Regions from separate parts of the Sus scrofa genome. Here region 1 is linked to region 2. A link is a contact called in public targeted proximity ligation data. All regions are on one chromosome and are shown on one strand. The core of a region is the stretch at or near the end of the contact, and the rest is flanking DNA. Distances in the headings are between cores, read along the strand shown. Region 1 overlaps CENPP (centromere protein P). Region 2 overlaps CENPP (centromere protein P).

Region 1 (3,978 bases), core at 875-3,374, 140 kb before region 2:
ACGTTTCAGCATTCGTTTACACTACTGGGACGTGGGGAATATCAAGCACATTTTCTACATAATTGCTTTTCCATCTTTTTGCACTTTAACTCCCTCTCGTCTGGTGAGCTAGTGGGTGTCATGGTAGGTATTTTTCTTGCAGGAGTTTCAAACACTAGTGCATACAGCTGGCACAGACAGAGATGGGACACGTACACATGCAACAAATGGGTGCTCATTGTGAGCTAGGATGAGGGATTTTGGGTCTGTGTATTCTGAAATTTCTCTTTTGCTTCTAGCTCCGATCAAAGACCCATTGTCCCTTCATCGAGATCCAGGTTTGCCTTCTCTGTGTCTGTGCTGGACCTTGACCTCAAGCCCTACGAGAGCATCCCTCATCAGTATAAACTGGATGGCAAGATAGTCAATTACTATTCAAAGACTGTACATGCCAAAGATGCCACCCTGATGTCAACCAGGTTCAAGGAAAGCGAAGATTGCACATTAGTTCTCCATAAGGTCTAACTTTTTTTCCTGTAGTGTCTTTGAAACTTGAACATAGAATGTGAAGGTTGAATGATAGAGCTATTTCCTCTTGTGCTGGGTGACTTTTGGCTGTGAATGTTCTTGCTTTTCAACCCCTGTTCGGGCAGGACTGCCTTTGGGAGACACAGAATGGAAGAGCACTAGGAACATCTTCCGGGACGAGGAATGTTGGGCATGAGCCCAGCAGTGTGCTGTGTTCCAGGAGGCCTCCCAGGGCAGGTCTCCCTTCCCACCCAGTGCTCACGTCTCATCTCTGAAAAGCCTTATTCTAAGACCCAAGGTTTGGATCTCCTACCACCGGAATCCTAATATAGAAAACTTGAATTGTCACATACACCTTACAGTTGGGACTTCTAAGAAAACACGGATACTACTGGAACTTTCCCAGCTGAGTTACCTGGTCACTTTTCTGACACGAACCACATGGCAGCGCAGGTTTAGTGGTTCCTTGCTGGGGAGAGCAGTGAGTTGTTGGTTTGGACATTGGTGCTGAGCAGCGGGCTCAGGGTCCTGTGGACGTGCCCCACGCCTGCCCTGCACAGGGTCGGCAGGGAGTGTGGGACTCAGGGCAAGGGTAGACACCACTTGTGTGAGCACTGACTTTCTCTTTTGTGCGGAATGATTTTGTCTTTAAGTTTAGGGGAGACAGTGTTCTTTCCCACCTGAAACTGCTGCTGTGGAAGCTGGAAGCAGAGCTGCTGTGCCCATGGTGGGTGTCGTGGCTGTGCTCCTGCCAGCTCTGTGTTTCTGGCGTTTTGGGTGTTGTGAAACCTCAGCTACTTCTGCCAGAGCCGGCATCGAGTTTTCCCTCCTCCCCATACTGGTTCCTCCCTCGAGTTTCACTGAGAGGCGTGGTGTTAATGGCCTCAAGTCGTGCCAGGCCACTTCCCCATCAGGGCTGCCCAAGGCCCTGCTTCCAGATGAGCAACTCCTGGCTGGCACCAAGAGGTTCTTGTTGGGGTCACCAAAAGCATGCCCAGCTGCTATGAAAACTGTTGGGAATCTTAGTTTTTTATTTTATGGTAGGTTGTATAGATTATTTATATCATCGTTTTGAGGGACTAATGAAGGCTTATTGTGATATAATATTATTAGTGAAACTATGGAATTGTATGAAAATACTACACAAAAAAATGAGACTATTTTGCTGATTGTAAATTTTTGTGGAGAATTTTGTGATAAATTGAGAATTACGCTTATTTGAATCAAGCCAGCTCTTCTAGAATTTATTCTTCAACTCTGTCCTACCATGTACTTCTTCCTTCTACACTTGGAGGTTGACAAAGATATTCATGTGGCCCAGTCTCTCATTCATGTGGTGTGTGGGTGTGCGGGGGCTTTGTAGAGTCCTGCCTCAGGGGTGTGTGTGGAGCTGCGTGCTCATTGTGGAGGGGCAGCTGCCAGAGCCGCTCTGGCCCGAGGCTCTTCCTTTTTGCTGGCCTGGGGGCAGGAGGGTCTTACCCAGCCCCAGGGTGCCCAAAGGACCTCCAAGTCCCTGCATGTTGAGTTCTGGAGCCCCGGCTTCACAGAGGTAGGCTGGGCAGCCCCCTGTAGCCTGTCCTGGCTGGACCGGCTGGTCTGAAAACAAGCACCCTCTGCCTGGAGGGAAGAGGTGAGGGATGAGCACTGGTGCTAGAGGGTCTTGGCCCAAAGCTCTGCTGTCCTCACACTCCGCCTTGCCCCGTCCCTGAGGCTTCACTCGATGGAAACACTGTTTTCAGCCCTTCTGATTTCAGCTGGCAACTGAGGTCAGTGTAGCACTCAGACCCTGGGGGACTTTAATAAAGACACCCTCTTTGCAGAGGGATGGGGGTGTTAAGGTCCCGTGTGAAGAGACAATGGCGTATTTGCTGTTCTGCTGCATTTTTTAAGCTAAACACTATTTTTTTTTTTTTTTTTGTGGAAGACCAAGAAGGGTGGCTGTCAGAGGACTTGCTGCTGAGAGTGCTGTGCATGCCTCCCAAATGCTGCTTTCCAGAGCTGGGAGGCGAGGAGAGGGGTGTGGCTCCCCTGGGGTGTCTGAGGAATGTCTAAGAAATGAGGCTGCACTGGCAAGAAGCCTCTAAGGTGGGTGACAGGAGGGGGGCTGAGCTTCGAGATGGGGTTCATCCCAAGGCAGGGGCAGCTTCCCACCTCCCAAGATGGATGACCACCTCTGTGCTTCCGCAAATGCTAGGTTTACTTTTAAAAATACACTAGATATGTCACTTGTTTGGTATTTTAAATTTAAATAACTATTTATTTTTCATGTCCTGACAACTTATATATAATGTGCCATAACTGCATAAACATGTTCTAAAGGTAAGGTTTCCAAGTGGAAAAGAGCAAATGTTTATACTCAATAAAATCACACACCTCTAGGTACAGCATCTTACTCCTGTGTAGTTGTTCACTGTGTGGGAACTTGTTCCTCTGTGCAAAGTGATTTTATCAGGCTTTCTAGAGTGGCTTCAATGCCCAGCACACCCAGCAGGGTTCGGAAGCTGAGAGGAGCAGTTTCTATGACTCTGTTCTTGTCCAGTTCCAGGGCTGTAAAGAAAAAAACTGCTGAGAAACTTCCCCGAGGCCCTTCCCTTGTTCCCAGCTGGCCACACTGCATGGGAGGCCAGGACAACCGAATCATAACTGTGAACCAAGCACCTACCTGTGTGCCCAAGGCAGAGATACTGCACTCAGCCCAGGGGGGGCCGTGGGGAGCAGCCCCATGAATGTGCTTTTTTGAGTGGCTACTGACAAAAATATTTTGAAGACTGATGTAAAAAAATAAAAAGCACATTGATAAGATTTTTGGCTTTTGATTCTTGCCACATAAAACCAGACGAGGGAGTTCCTGTTGTGGATCAGCAAGTTCAGAACCCAACTAGTGTCCATGAGGACGCAGGTTTGATCCCTGGGCTTTGCTCAGTGGGTTAAGAATCCAGTGTTGCTGTGAGCTGTGGTGTAGGTCGCAGACGCAGCTCAGATCTAGCGTGTCTGTGGTGTCAGCTGGCAGCTGCAGCTCTGATCAAACCCTTAGCTAGGGAACTTCCATATGCCGTGGTGCAGCCCTAAAAAGATAAGACAAAAACAAAAAAAGAAACATATGAAATAAGTAAGTGTCTCTTGGGCACACGAAAGCTCACCAGAACATCCCTACCTGACAGCGGCGCCTTGGTGAGAAGATCCAGCCTCGGCAAAACCTTCCCTTCTTCATCTATTTGTATCCTCCAAACAATTACCAGTTCAAACCTGAAAGAGGTAAGACAGATACACTGCTAAGTGCTTTGTGAAATCCGGTTAAGAGACAAAGCTGTACATGGCACCCACCGCTCTCCTGCAGGAGAGGCCGCCCCCCGCCCCAGGCAGAAGCTCTGCTCTCCGTCCAGCATCCTTGGAGCTCCTGCCCTTCCCCAAGGTCTCAGACTCCTTTGATCTTCAAGATGTCTACCCGCAGTGAGGAGAAAGTATGGTCCA
Region 2 (3,909 bases), core at 1,259-3,758:
AAAAAAAACAAAGATTTTGAATTATATGAAGGATGGTCTTTTTTCCTAGTGTGATATTACGATAACAAAACCTTGATTATGCTGATGGGTGGAAAAGAGTGATAAGGAAGTTAGGGACTTAATAATTTAAAGCAAGAGTGAAGTTGTTATATATGTCAGTCTATGTAATACAAAACAGTCTTTTTCTGAGACTGACAGAGAGTAGACAGACAAAGAAACATATATTGAGTGAAGAAGAGTCTGAACAATAAAGTTCGCACTTAGAATTTTCTTGAGACATGCAACTCTGTATTGTGAGTTTCCTTCATATACAACATATTATGCTAAATTATGTAATTCCCCCCAACAGAAATGAGTGCAAACCCTCTTGATAACAATGGGATTGAACCAGGGGCATTTGAAGGGGTAACAGTGTTCCATATCAGAATTGCAGAAGCAAAACTGACCTCAATTCCTAAAGGTTTGTATTTATACAGTATTTTTCTTAATTGTCATTTAAAAATTATCATTAAATATAATGTTGTAAACTGTACTCATTGTCAAAACTACACTGCAACTAGAATCCTTTTAATCAGTATATCTGGTCAGTGTAGTATGAAATGTAGTATCTTCTCATGTACACAAAGAGCCACATATAGTGTTTCTGTTTTGTTTTCTTTCTTTCTGTTTATTGCTGCACCTACAGCATATGGAAGTTCTTGGGCTAGAGGTCAAATTGAAGCTGTGGCTGCAGGCCTATGCCATAGCAAGCAGCACTGGATCCAAGCTGCATCTACAACCTATGCTGCAGCTTATGGTAATGCCAGATCCTTAACCCACTGAGCAAGGCCAGGGATTGAACCCATATCCTCATGGGCACTATGCCAGGTTCTTAACCCACTGAGCCACAAGAGGTTCTCCAGTGCCTTTTTTTTTTTTCTTTTGGTCAGTATGAAACCAGAATCTTTCTTCCCCAGTGAAAACAAACATTAAGAATCAATCAACTTTTTATTTTCTGTCTCCTTCCTGACATTTACTCATCTACACTTGTCATTCTGTGAAGTGTCTGTTAAAGGTAAGAATTCTGTAGAGAATAAAGCAGAGGAAGATGCAGAGAGCTAGAGATGGATCCTGGCTCTGGCAGGGATGGGTGTACACTCTGGGCAAGGCGCTCTACATCCCATTTTTTTCCACGGGGTGCTGTGATTAATGTGCGAATGCACAGAAGAATGTGAAGACAATGTCGGGCACAAGGTAAAAAGCCCACTCATAACATAACCAATACCAGGAGTACCTCGCTCTTTACACTACACATGACCTGAAGCTAGTGCCTCAAAGTAAAATGCTTCTTTTTTTTTTTGTCTTTTTGCTATTTCTTGGGCCGCTCCCACGGCATATGGAGGTTCCCAGGCTAGGGGTCTAATCGGAGCTGTAGCCACTGGCCTACGCCAAAGCCACAGCAACGCGGGATCCAAGCCGCGTCTGCAACCTACACCGCAGCTCACGGCAACGCCGGATCATTAACCCACTGAGCATGGGCAGGGACCGAACCCGCAACCTCATGGTTCCTAGTCGGATTCGTTAACCACTGCGCCACGACAGGAACTCCTAAAATGCTTCTTAAGTTTGCCACTGGAGCAGTTTTTTAACATTGCTTCCAAGCTCCCAGTCTGATGATTAACTAGATAGGATTTGCCTTTCTTTGAACTTAGGTTCAGAGTCCTCCTCCCTGACAAGGTCTCTTTCTCTCCTATGCTAACTACCTGGATCAAAAATAACACCATGATTAATAACATATTTTCCTTTCAAACAGCCCTGTCTTTCAGTATCCATAGTAAAAGCAGCAACAATCTCTTTTCTTCTATTTCATCATAACCCCTTTTCTACTACTCAGCTGATCCAGATTAACAAAACAAACATAAGCTGATAATTTAAAAGATAGTAAAGCTATTATTAATCAAGCAAAGCTACTACTATTAACCAATCTTTCATGTAGGAGAAAAATCATCTAAAGTAAAAGTGGAAAGACAATTTTTTTTTTAATAGCCGCACCCATAGTATACAGAAGTTCCCAGAACAGCAGCAGCTACAATCAGTGACACAGCTGTGGCAATGCCCAATTCTTTAACCCACTGCACCAGGCCGGGGATTGAACCCACATCTGCAACGACTTGAGCTGGGATTCTTATCCCACTGCACAACAGCAGGAACTGCAGACAAATTTTTTAATATAGGAAAAATCAGCTTAATTCAGAACTATAATTAAAAAACATCTTAATTTAGTTTTCCAGGAGGTAGGTGTTTTTCTAGAAGAAACCTAAAATGTTATATTTGCCTTCTAATCTTTAGAACAACAACAAAAACAATACATACTCTACCTAACAAGTTAAATAAAATCCCATTCATATGGTGGAACCTGATACAGAAAGGAGGAACAGGAAGAGGTCCGGACAGGGTAAGGGAAGGTAACTAGTGCTACCCCAGAGCTGTGACTTAGAGGCCTATCACTGCTCTGTATGTTTATACCAGCAGCTTCTTATGCTACAAAACATCCGCAGTACTTGAAGTTTCAAAGTTTATCTTAAAGAGAAAGTTGCACTCCTCATGAAGTTCTCAAGATTCTTCCAAAGCCTAAAGGAGTACTTTGTGTCCTTAGAAATTTAAATTAGAATCAAATTTCTCAGTTTACATAACTACTCTCTCAAGATCCCTATAACATTCAAAAGCCAGGGTTTTTTTGCTTTTATGACTTATCTGCTCAAATGTTAAGGCTGTCTCAATGTTCACTACCCACTGTGATAGGATGAATTAGGCAGAAATTCAAAGGGTTCATACCAGACCTGACGAGTTAACATAAGGAGGGCGAAAAAATGTTTTCCTTCCTAGTCATTTGGAAAATTCTGTCATGCAATAATACTGTATGAAGGGGAGGAGAGACCTGTTTGAAGAAAGGGTAGGAACAGAAATATCTGTATGAAAGTACACTCTGTGTGCTGGCAGTCTTTCAGCTTCTATTTAAATCCATATGACAGAACAGTCCCCTTACATTCTACAAACCCTCATCCAAGTTTTCCTGACTCAAGTTTTCTTTGACTTGCTATATAGCATATAGCAATAAGCTGGCACAGTCTATATTTTTCTAGTGATTTTTGTATATATGATTGATTTGCTCAATTAGTATTCAAGGTCTTTGAAGACAACATTTTCTTTTATATATTGAAGTGAGTATACAGTCATTCTTTTTTTTTTTTTTGTCTTTTTTTGTTGCTATTTCTTGGGCCGCTCCCGCGGCATATGGAGGTTCCCAGGCTAGGGGTTGAATCGGAGCTGTAGCTACTGGCCTACGCCAGAGCCACAGCAACGTGGGATCCGAGCCTCGTCTGCAACCTACATCACAGCTCACGGCAACGCCGGATCATTAACCCACTGAGCAAGGCAGGGACCGAACCCGCAACCTCATGGTTCCTAGTCGGATTCGTTAACCACTGCACCACGACGGGAACTCCACAGTCATTCTATAAATACAATTAAGCTCAACTGATCAGTATTCAAGAAATTTGAACATTCTCAGTTTGTTTGTTTGTTTTGCTTTTTAGGGCTGCACCTGAGGCATATGGAGGTTCCCAGGCTAGGGGTCTAACTGGAGCTACAGCTGCCGGCCTATACCACAGCTCATGGCAATGACAGATCTTAACCCACTGAGCAAGGCCAGGGATCAAACCTGCAACCTCATGGTTCCTAGCCAGATTCACTTCTACTGCACCATGAGGGGAACTCCAACATTCTTAGTTTAGAATTATTTTTCCTGCTCTCTACTTGACTCATTTTTAAAATTCAAAGTACATTCTGAAATCAACATAAATTCAGGCATGATGAGTACTGATATTCATAAGGATTCCTCAATTACCTTCAAAAGTCTTTACTACTAAA

The links.
Region 1: a contact with region 2 is called in a targeted proximity ligation map of skeletal muscle. A contact is called at or near these places in 2 of 47 Hi-C or Micro-C datasets (embryonic fibroblasts and fibroblasts) and 1 of 2 datasets of targeted methods (skeletal muscle).

Annotation. Positions count from the first base shown.
Region 1 is chr3:42,307,332-42,311,309 of Sscrofa11.1, reverse strand. CENPP (centromere protein P) reads right to left here. Exons shown (of 8, transcript NM_001315813.1): 7 at 3,662-3,753; 8 at 2,874-3,054. The coding sequence ends at 2,915. IPPK (inositol-pentakisphosphate 2-kinase) reads left to right here. Exons shown (of 13, transcript XR_002342483.1): 13 at 279-3,309. Among named protein-coding and RNA genes, the nearest start is that of IPPK, 59 kb to the left of the region's middle.
Region 2 is chr3:42,172,535-42,176,443 of Sscrofa11.1, reverse strand. All of the region lies in intron 5 of CENPP (centromere protein P), which reads right to left. ASPN (asporin) reads left to right here. Exons shown (of 8, transcript NM_001243889.1): 5 at 350-460. Among named protein-coding and RNA genes, the nearest start is that of ASPN, 18 kb to the left of the region's middle.